3 separate regions of the Mus musculus genome follow, and regions 2 and 3 are each linked to region 1. The links are chromatin contacts, called in public HiChIP or PLAC-seq maps. All regions are on one chromosome and are shown on one strand. Each heading gives the region's core, a stretch centred on a gene start, on an enhancer-like site or on the middle of the called end of the contact. The rest is flanking DNA. Distances are from core to core; before and after follow the strand shown. Region 1 holds the start of P2ry6 (pyrimidinergic receptor P2Y, G-protein coupled, 6). Region 2 has its middle 2.9 kb from the start of Gm35363. Region 3 overlaps Pde2a (phosphodiesterase 2A, cGMP-stimulated).

Region 1 (3,185 bases), core at 314-2,813:
TGCACATTGCCTTTTAGTTACTGTGATGACCATTCATGGTACCACCAAGATGTGGGTGCCTTCATTTATTATCATCATCATCATCATCACCACCATCATCATCATCACCACCACCACCACCATCATCATCATCACCCCACCATCATCATCATCATCATCATCATCATTCTTACTACTGCAGCTGCTACTATTACTATTGCTATTACTACTACATCTTACAGATAGGAGAACTGAGATCCAGAGAGGGACAGACACTGGTTAAGGTCACACAGCAAATTCAAGCAGAGTTAACCAGTGCCATCTTATCCTTGGGCTAAGGGAAAATGCTTTCTGCCTCTGGGGCTTAGAGTATGAAAAATGGGCTTGGTTGGGAGCCTAGGGGATGGGGCAGGCTAGGACCACCAAGCAAGCTTTGTGTAGGGAATCTTGATCTTCCTACACCTGGAGCTGTGTTAGCTCCCTCACACAACTCCACTGTGAGGCTCTTCTTTCATGTATACATGCCAGGGAAGAGGACCAAGGGACAAGACACCTCTGCCTTGTCTTGGAACCCAGGCAAGGCCCCAGAGCCACCCCTCTGCTGGGGTAGGTCAGAGGGTGTATTTCCTCTTCTGGCCTGCAGAGGGCTTGCAGGCCAGGCTCTGGGCACAAATCAAAGCATTGGCGTTCCGAACTGAAGCAGGGCCCAGGAGCCTGCCTGGCCTTAGCTCCTGGCCTGCTTCCATCCTGTAGGGCTTGAGGTACGGTCTCCTCCAGGCTGGGTGGACTTCTCCAGAGAGAGACAGAAAGTGGTACAGGAAACGGAGACCTAGTAAATCCTAGTTCAGTCCACTTGAGGAGACCCTAACTCTACTCAACACACCTCTCTTGATTTTTCTCTAAAGCTCTCACCTCCGATCAGAGACTTTGCTCTGCACTCTCACTCCTAGTAAATGACACCAGACGAGGAGAAAGGGGATAGGGGATAATCCGATTGACAGGGAGGGGCTGTCCGGGCCAGTCAAGTACCCAGGCAGAGCTATCCATTGCCTTCTGCTGGTCCTGCCCAAGCCCCAGGATGGATGGAGGTTAGGGAGGAAGAGTCACCCCTGTTCTGCCCTTCTTCCAAGCCACCCTCTTTCTGAGGAGCCATTCTTGGTCCCTGGAGAGTGGTGTCTGGACATGCATGGTTGGAGTCACAGACAACAGATTCCTTAATCTTGGGGTCTGGGTCTCTCTTAATGAGCCTTCCAGGCACTGCTGAGAAACCAGGGTAATTGTTCCCTGTGGCAGTAATGAGCAGGAGCCAGGCTCTGTCCAAACTTGAGAGAGGCCAGGAGGGGAGCTGGTGTGTAGCTAGGAGCCTCCCTGTGCCCAGCCCTGGGCCTTGAGTGCTCCCTCCTTCCATCTTCCCAGGAACCCTCAGGCTAAACTGATGGTCCGACGGTCCCCATCGCTAGGCTGAGTGGGCAGAGCTAGGGGTGACTTGCTCCTAGTCCGGCAGTGGCTGACTCAGCCTTGTGCCAGACACTTGAGCAAGATCTCCAGATTGAGGCCTGAGAGACAGTGTCACTTCCCCTCCTGGTAGTCCCAGTTACCTCATCTGCCACCTCCCAGACTCCTGCACTCTGGGGCACAAGAACTGCCTGGTGGCAGGGGCTGCTTCGGGAGTCTAGCTTGCTCCAGTTCTCATGGCTTGCAGGCGGTTGCTGTGTCAGAGGGAGTTTTCAGGTAAGGGTGCTTCCCTCCTCCAGTGTTTGCCCGCTGTGCACACCATTGCAGTCCCGGGCTGGGTGCAGAAGGCTGAGCAGGTGTGGGTGGGTGTGGGGCCTTCTCCCTTCCTCTTATTTCCTCTACCAAGTTCTGCCCAGAACTAGGCTGCACAACACCGGGGGACAAGGCACAGAGGCCTGGAGTGGAGGAGGCAAGGAAATGGGGACCTGACTGTGTCTTGGGTGGGGAGGTGGAATACTGAGGCAGAGGTCAGAGTTTGACTTCTGAATGAAACATGACATTTTTTCCCCTTTCTGGGCCTCAACTTCTTACCTGTGAGTTCAAGTAGCTGAGCATGTGCCTGAGTATTGTCTATGCTAGATGATATAGCATATAAATGTGTTTAATCCCAGCAGAGGTAGGCAATCTCTGTGAGTTCAAGACTAGCCTCTTCTGCATAGTGCATCTCTTGTGTGTTGCAGGTCAGAAAGATCCTATCTCAAAAAAAAAAAAAAAAAAACCCAAAACTCTGTGTGTGTCAAATTTTAGAGAGTAAAGAGGGTCCCTTGGGGAGGGGCTGGGCGGGACTCTCAGAGCTGCTCAGGCGCCTTGGCAGGAACTAGCAGGAAGGATGCTAAAATACAATGTAGCCTGAGGTTAACTCCACTGGGAAAACGGATTCCCTGAGTCCAGGCACTGCTTGTTAAGGGGAAGAAAAGCAGAGTAATTGGATGTATCTGGGAGCAGGGCTAAATCCTTCTGAGGGTTTCTGTTCACATTTGCCTCTGCTGATCCTGACGGAGGAAAGGCAGGCAGGCGCCCCATATTTGGTACTGCTACCTCCGGAACGTACGAAGCTAGCTTTGTACCTGGCGCAGCCTTCCCAGCGCTAGGATTACATGCATGTACCAAGTGCTATGCCTTCCATGGTGCATCTGCATGTGTGTGCAAGACAAAGGTGTGGATGTGTAGTTCGTGAGTGTGTGTAGCTCCAGTGCCAGTGGGAGTTTCTACTGCTGAGACTCCATTTGGCTAGGATGAAGCTCAGCTTGTTGCAAAGCATGTCTGAAGCCCTGGGCTGGATCCTCAGCACTACAAGATACTGGGCATGGCAGTGAGTATCTGTCATGCCCCTACTCAGGATGTAGAAGCAGGAGGATCAGAAATTCAAGGTCATCCTCAGCTACGTAATGAGTTCAAGGCCAGCCTGGAGAAATTTTTTTCTTTCCTTCTTTCTTTTTTTCTTTTCTCTTCTCTTCTCTTCTCTTCTCTTCTCTTCTCTTCTCTTCTCTTCTCTTCTTTCTTTCTTTTTTTCTTTTTTTGGTATATCCTTACTATTTGTTAGTTTACCAGGAAGAGTTGGGGGGTCATAGTCTAGAAACTAACACTAACTATTATCTCTAGCCTGTCCTCTTGCCTCACCCTGGAACTGTTCCTACAGACTTCACTGGGGGGTGGGGGTCCCTATAGGACTGTCTTCAGTGCTGAGAATC
Region 2 (3,185 bases), core at 399-2,898, 580 kb before region 1:
AGAAAACAAACAACAAAAAGGTCTCCAGGTAATTAGGAGTAACTTTTTGTCTCATTGTTTCTGTGGAAGCAGTGGTGGCACACGCCTTTAATCCCAGATCTCTGTGAGTTCAAGGCCAGCCTGGTATACAGAATGAATTCCAGGACAGCTTGGGGGGGGGGGGGCGCCACAGTGCAGTCCTGTCTTGAAAATCCAAAAATTGTCATCGTCATCATTATCATAATCATCTCATCATCATCATCATTATCGCACCATTTATGATTGAGAAACATTTCTAAATTTTAGAAAATTACTGTTAAATCAATCATTTTGATTATGAAGGTTTGGGGCATGATGCATGCAGGTATGATAATAAGAGATCCTAAGAGAAAGATAGTGACAAAAGTATTTACTTCAAGTGGAATATTTTGGATATGTATTATACAAACCTAGAAGAACCAGTTTATAAAATATTGATTCTTCAGAATAATTCAGCCAGCAGAATACTCATGTTTGCATTCACTGTCTCTTGAATGTCAGTAAATGAAAAAAAAAACATGGAATTTGTATATTGTGCTTCATTTGGCTCCTTCAAACATTAAAATTTGAAACCTAAGGTCCTTCAGGAACTAAAATATCACATTTACATTTTTGTTTCTACTGTGTGGGAGGAAGACCCGCAGTCCTCTTTTAACTAAAATTCATGGTGCATTCCCATCAAAGCTTTTGCTTTAATGAAGACTACTAAATGCACATGCACTGTCATTTAATTTCTTTGTTGTTCTTAATTTTTTCCCAACTTCATGTCTGTTGCTTTGAGAGATCTACCGGCTAAATCCCAACTGATGAAAGTGCATTGTTCCGAGATACCTAGGGGACCTGGAGACAATTAACCAGAACTCCATCTGATAAAGGGCATGCTTGGGCAAGATTTGATGGCTCTTATTCTTTTTCTTTTCTTCCTTGGTCTTCAAAACACAGCAAATCTGAACCAGTAGCTGAATTGGAATGAATCTGCTCCACGGCAGCCCACTCTTACTGTGCGAGCTTCTGTTACACGCGTTTAAAATATCCCTCAACTGAGACGGGTTACAGGAGATGCATATTCATACTTGGAACACGCTCCTCCTCCACATTAGGAGCTTTTCGGGGTACCCAAAAAGTTAGGATTCTGCTAAGGTTCTTGATCAAACAAAACCAATATCTGAAGGACAGTAGTGCCCAAGGACGAATAAGAGTTGCGGAGCCCATAGTATTAATAGCTCCAGTAAGCCCATACCACAGAAAGGCTAAAGGTCTTTGCCCCGTGACACGGGGAAAGCTGAGATAATTAAAATTCCAGATGCCCACTCAGCAGAAGCAGACCTTTCTGTTAGAGTTAAAATCTAAACTGAATCGATTCCGGTTTTACTTTAGAAAAAGGTGAAGAGAAAGCTATTGAGGAACAGCCTGGCTGAAGTAGGTGTGTTTGGGAGAAGATGGCACAGTTTTTACTGTTTTTACGTGTGGGTTAGAGTCGTTTTACATTTGGGTTACAAAATGTTCTTTTGAATCCGCCGAGTCAAGCGTCAGGAGACGCCTAGGAGCTTAGAGACCTACTTGCTGCTCTGGGATGTAGGGCAGTGGAGCCTGTGCTTAGCATTTCCAGTCTACAGCGAGCACTTGTAGCCACGAGAGGGCGCGGTGCATATTTAACAAAGCCTTTCTGAGCACTGACATCTTTCAAGCCAGGTCTAAAACTTCATGCAGACTAGAATCTTGCTTCCCAGAGCTTGCCTCCCAGGAAGGTGAGTTATCAAGCCAAAGAAGAGGAAAATATGCTTGAGGGAAGGGAACTAATAAGTTGAAGAACGATGTCAGTGCTCTCTGTAAATCACAATTTGTCATTTACCCAGAGATTCTCCAGGTAGTTACACAGGGTCCCGATAATTTAAACCAGGAACAAGAGAGGAAATGAGACAACTTGGAGGTTCCCAACAGAATTCTGACTGAAGACTGTAAAACCTCTGCGCATTCAATAATTTATAAACTGGGCCATATGTCATGTGCCCGGGCAGCAAAAGGAAGTCCTATCTTCCACAGACTTGGAGGAAGCACCTGCCTGAGGCCATTTGACGTCAGGGCTCTAGGGCTTTTTATATTTATTTTAGATAAGAGTTGTCTCTCTGTAACTATGGCTTCTAGACATGTGGATCCTACTATAATAGCAGGCTGAAAATATCCAGAGTGTGCGTGAGCATACACACACACATACATACATACATACACACACACACACACACACACACACACACACACACACACACAATCCAGGAAAAAAAAAATGTGTCTCACTGGACCATGGTGGCACATGCCTTTAATCACAGCACTTGGGAGGCAGATGCAGGTGGATCTGAGTTCAAGGCCAGCCTGGTCTACACCAAGAAACTCTTTCTCAGAAAAAAAAAAAGGGGGGGGGGGGTCTCAGGCATGTACAGAATTTGTTTGGGGGGGGGTTGCTATTCCCTAACAAATACAGGCTAGCAATGGTTTTCATAGCATTTGCAGTGTATGAGTCATTGTAATCTAGAGATGATTAAAGCACAGTGTTTATCTGCAAATACTATTAAATTTTATAGAAGGGACATAAGCATCTTTGAATTCTGATGTCCAAGGTGAATTCTAGAACAACTGTAATAGAGCTCTCTCTCTCTCTCTCTCTCTCTCTCTCTCTTTGTGTGTGTGTGTGTGTGTGTGTGTGTGTGTGTGTGTGTGTGTGTGTGTTGGATGCATATGTTTAGCACTCATGTGAAGACAATTTCAGATAAGAAAATTTCAGTCCTCACTTCTGCCTTATTTGAAACAGGCTCTGGCTGGTCCCTGACACGTGTGCCAGCCTGGTTTCCTTTGCACTGCTGGAGACTCCTGTCTCCATCTCCTGTCTCCATCTCCTGTCTCCGTGTGGAGACTCCGGCTCTTCTATCCAGCTTCTGTGAACTTGGCTCCTCCCACTTGCGTCAAAGCGGTCTATCCAAGGCAAGCGCTTTATCTGCCTTATTTCTGAGATGTAGTCGGCATGCAGCCCGAGCTGGCCTGGCCTAGAACTATATGGAGATCAGATTGGCACTTACAGAGATTTGCCTACCTCTGACGGTTGAATGCTGGGATCAAAGAATCCTTTAAACCTTGATTAGAAGTCTTAGTACTGAAAGGTTTCCTAAAATTTC
Region 3 (3,185 bases), core at 441-2,940, 540 kb before region 1:
TTCCCCAGTTTCTTAACACCTGAGGCACTTTGTCCCCTGAACTTGGTAGCCCTTGGAGGAGAAGATCAGAAAGCAGGGATTAACTCGGGTACTTAGGTTGGATTTTCAGGCTAGAGATGCCAAAAGTATGGAGAGAAAGATCCAACGTTTGCTACAAAGATACGGACTAGTAGATTGGAGTTGCTGGGGTGGGTAGGGAATCTTACCAAGAGGGTTTTCTATGTGTGTGTTAGGGTTTTTGTTTGTTTAGACAGTGTCTCTCATGTAGCTCAGGCTGGCCTCCAACTTGCTAGGTAGCCAAGGTTTTGAACTCCACCCTCCTGCTACTCCCTCTCAAATCCTAAGGTTATAGGCCCATACTATCACGTACTACCATATATATACCCATCTAGCCCAGCAGAACTAGGTGGGGTTTTGATTTGTTTTGTTTCTTTTCCTTTCTCTTTCATGATCCTCAGAAGCTGGTTGGACAGGACCAGAAATAGTATCCCCAGCTTTGCATGCTGAACGACTAGAGGCAGCCAGCATGTATGGCGGGCTGCATAGCATCCCGCTCGCTGGGATCGGAGCCCTGAGCATAGACAGGCCAGAGCGAAGAAAGCAGATGTGGGGGATAGAAGAAGGACACCCTCCCCGCCCCAGTAGCGCTCCCTCACGTGGGCGATGCTGATGCCACAGTAGATGGAGAAGGCTGTGGCCAGGTCCTCATCAAACTTGCTGAACCATGGCCCATTGATCTTGTTCACTAGCTCAGCCACACCAATGACCTCTGGGAAGAGAGAGAAAATGGGAATCGCTGGTGAAGGGGTCCAGTGAGACCTGCCTTCTCCTAACTCCTCTGGAAGAAATGGCTCAAGACTAGACAATCCCTGGCTCTTTAGGTTCCGACCCTAGAACCACTTTCCCCTAGTCCCCGCCCCGGCTCCACCCCCGTACAGCCCCTTCAGGCCCCGCCCCTGGCCACCACGAGTCGGCACCCTGGTTCTCGTTCTTGATAGGGAAGCAGAGAATGTTGCGCGTGCGGAAGCCAGTGCTGTCATCTACGCCGCGATAGAAAAGCGGATGGGCATATGCATCTGGGATGTTCAGGATCTGGCCCGTAGTCGCCACGTGGCCCGCGATGCCTTGGTCCGCCGGGATGCGGATCTCATAACTCTGCCCAAACAGGGATGGAATAGAAAGCAAGAAGTTAGCCTGCCGTATAGACACTTTTCAAATGTGGCTTTTCCCCCAGGTCCTCTTGCTTACTCCCGGACACCCTCCATACTCCCTCACCTCATCGTCCACAACGCCACCATCGAACACCTTGGCCACCAGCTCGTTCTGATCCAGCAGGAACACCGAGCAGCTGTGGAGAGAAGAGGTTGGTTCGTGGGGTTCTGACGCCTCTCGAACCACCACATATGGCTAGTGTAGCGATTACTGAGACCCTGGAAAGTGTCCTAAAGTGAGACACTCTCCTCGGAGCTGGACAATTCCAAACATCTCTCCATCTGCCTTTTATTTGTTTTGTATTGTATTGTTTTAAATTCCTACTAGGTTTCATAGAAACCCATGGCAAGCAAAGTTAGCGCTGTCCTGGCTGAAACAAGGGCCCAGGCAGAAGGAAATGTCAGATAAGAAGGTAGGGAGGGGGCAGAGGCGGTGAGGGCTGAGACTTCCCCTCCCGCACCACCCCACTTCTGCTCACATCTCTGCGTTGCTGAGGTTTCTGGCTTCCGTGATGATCTCCTGTAGCAGGACAGAGACATCATCTGGAGGAGGGGGAAGGAGAAGCACGTGAGACCTGAGGAATGCCAGGCAAGCATCTCTTCCACATCTCCTCCTCCCCAAACGCCTTGTGTGGGAGACACATCACTCACCCAGGTGGGTGAAGAGGTTCTTTGCCACTTGGAGAAGAGCCTGGGAAGGAGGAAGTGAAGATCGTAAAGATGGCCCGGGATGTTCTCATCCCTTCCCAAGTGCTCCTAGAGCAGGCTGGCAACTGACGTGCCTAATGAAACCCTTTGGGTACTAAGTGAAGGAGCTGGGGAAGAATAGTGAAGTTCTTGGGTCTCAAACGGCTGCCACCTTTGCCTCTGGCTGCCCAGATGTTGTGGTAGTGCCCGTGTTAGACACTAGAGGGCAATCACAGACAATGCCTAGAGCCCAGGGAAATACTGACCTCTCTCTCTTTAAGGGACTTCCAGGTCACTAGGTTACCCAGCCACAGTGCTGCCACTGGCCTAGATAACCCAGGCAGCATCACCCTCGTGGATAGCCTTCTGGGGCTGGCGCGCGCAGGTTCTTGGGAAAAGCTCAAGGCAGGCACTCACCTGGCACTCACACTTGAGCTTCTGCTCCTTCTGGAAGGCCAAGGTGCTGGTGAGCACCGTGCCTGTGTAGTGGAAGCAGTGTTGGATCACGTGTTCATCCTCATCTGTGAAGCTGGAAGTCGGGCTGGGGGTCAGCAGAGAGGACAGGGAAGATGGCCTTCTCGGCCCCTTTCTCCTTTCCTGCATGCTACCAGGAAGCTCCTATCTGCCAGCTAATGAAACTCTTCACACTGGGACTACACACCATGCCTTCTCCCCCTTCAGGCACAGAGCTCTAGGGAAAGCTCTGACTGCCCTCAGACCAAAATGTGGGTTCCTCCTCAGGCCACTGTTTATTTGAGGCAGGCTTATGTACATGTTGCTCAGGCTGGCCTGGAACTTCTAGGCTCCCGTGATCCTCCCACTTCAGACCCCCTAGAACCTGGGGCTATTGCCATAGTGCCATGACACCCCCACTCTCAAACTCACAAATCTCCTCCAAGCTTGTTGAAGGCGCAAGCCAGGGCCACCACCTGGTCAGTGGCTCGGCTGATGACAGGGACACACAGCATAGCCTGCAGCTCACAACCCAACATGTTTTGCAGCTGTTGCACATCGTCCTGCAGAGATGAAGGAACAGTGAGGAGGGGCAGTGTGCCTCTTCCCTAGCTCTCACCACACTCCGAAGCCCGTTATGGCACGAGGACAGGGTGTCACCAAGTCTGGGTCTTGTCTCCCCATCTCTAGGCTACCCCATTCCAAAGACACTGGGGCTTGAGCAAAGGGTTTCCCCCTCCCTCTCCCTTGGCTCAGCATGGCCATGGCTTACAGAGGTTAGGTCCTTCAACTGGATACACTGCTTGTCTTCCACCACCTGCCCCAGACGTCCCA

What was found. HiChIP or PLAC-seq counts read pairs in DNA pulled down with a chosen protein or histone mark.
Region 2: a contact with region 1 is called in a CTCF HiChIP or PLAC-seq map of large pre-B cells, with 5 times the contacts expected there. The contact joins the enhancer-like site here to the promoter of P2ry6 in region 1. A contact is called at or near these places in 1 of 15 datasets of contacts at CTCF or cohesin (large pre-B cells), 5 of 115 datasets of contacts at active chromatin or transcription factors (the 230-238 cell line, T-cell acute lymphoblastic leukemia, bone marrow-derived dendritic cells and 2 more) and 1 of 9 other capture datasets (embryonic stem cells).
Region 3: an H3K4me3 HiChIP or PLAC-seq map of bone marrow-derived macrophages shows a contact between it and region 1, with 3 times the contacts expected there. The contact joins the enhancer-like site here to the promoter of P2ry6 in region 1. A contact is called at or near these places in 1 of 15 datasets of contacts at CTCF or cohesin (large pre-B cells), 2 of 484 Hi-C or Micro-C datasets (B cells and embryonic stem cells), 5 of 115 datasets of contacts at active chromatin or transcription factors (bone marrow-derived macrophages, embryonic stem cells, large pre-B cells and 1 more) and 2 of 9 other capture datasets (liver and macrophages).

Annotation. Positions count from the first base shown.
Region 1 is chr7:100,962,744-100,965,928 of GRCm38.p6, reverse strand. It overlaps P2ry6 (pyrimidinergic receptor P2Y, G-protein coupled, 6), which reads left to right and starts at 1,563. Exons shown (of 3, transcript NM_183168.2): 1 at 1,563-1,710.
Region 2 is chr7:101,539,779-101,542,963 of GRCm38.p6, reverse strand. No RefSeq gene overlaps it. Among named protein-coding and RNA genes, the nearest start is that of Gm35363, 2.9 kb to the right of the region's middle. Within about 2 kb of position 1,648, at least 46 of the 459 cell types and tissues checked have an H3K27ac peak or open chromatin away from gene starts, as enhancers often do. A contact at or near this core is called in T-cell acute lymphoblastic leukemia, where this site is marked.
Region 3 is chr7:101,502,541-101,505,725 of GRCm38.p6, reverse strand. Pde2a (phosphodiesterase 2A, cGMP-stimulated) reads right to left here. Exons shown (of 30, transcript NM_001143849.2): 11 at 3,124-3,185; 12 at 2,784-2,914; 13 at 2,316-2,427; 14 at 1,863-1,902; 15 at 1,691-1,754; 16 at 1,276-1,348; 17 at 978-1,155; 18 at 657-769. Among named protein-coding and RNA genes, the nearest start is that of Mir139, 29 kb to the right of the region's middle. Within about 2 kb of position 1,690, at least 37 of the 459 cell types and tissues checked have an H3K27ac peak or open chromatin away from gene starts, as enhancers often do. A contact at or near this core is called in bone marrow-derived macrophages, where this site is marked.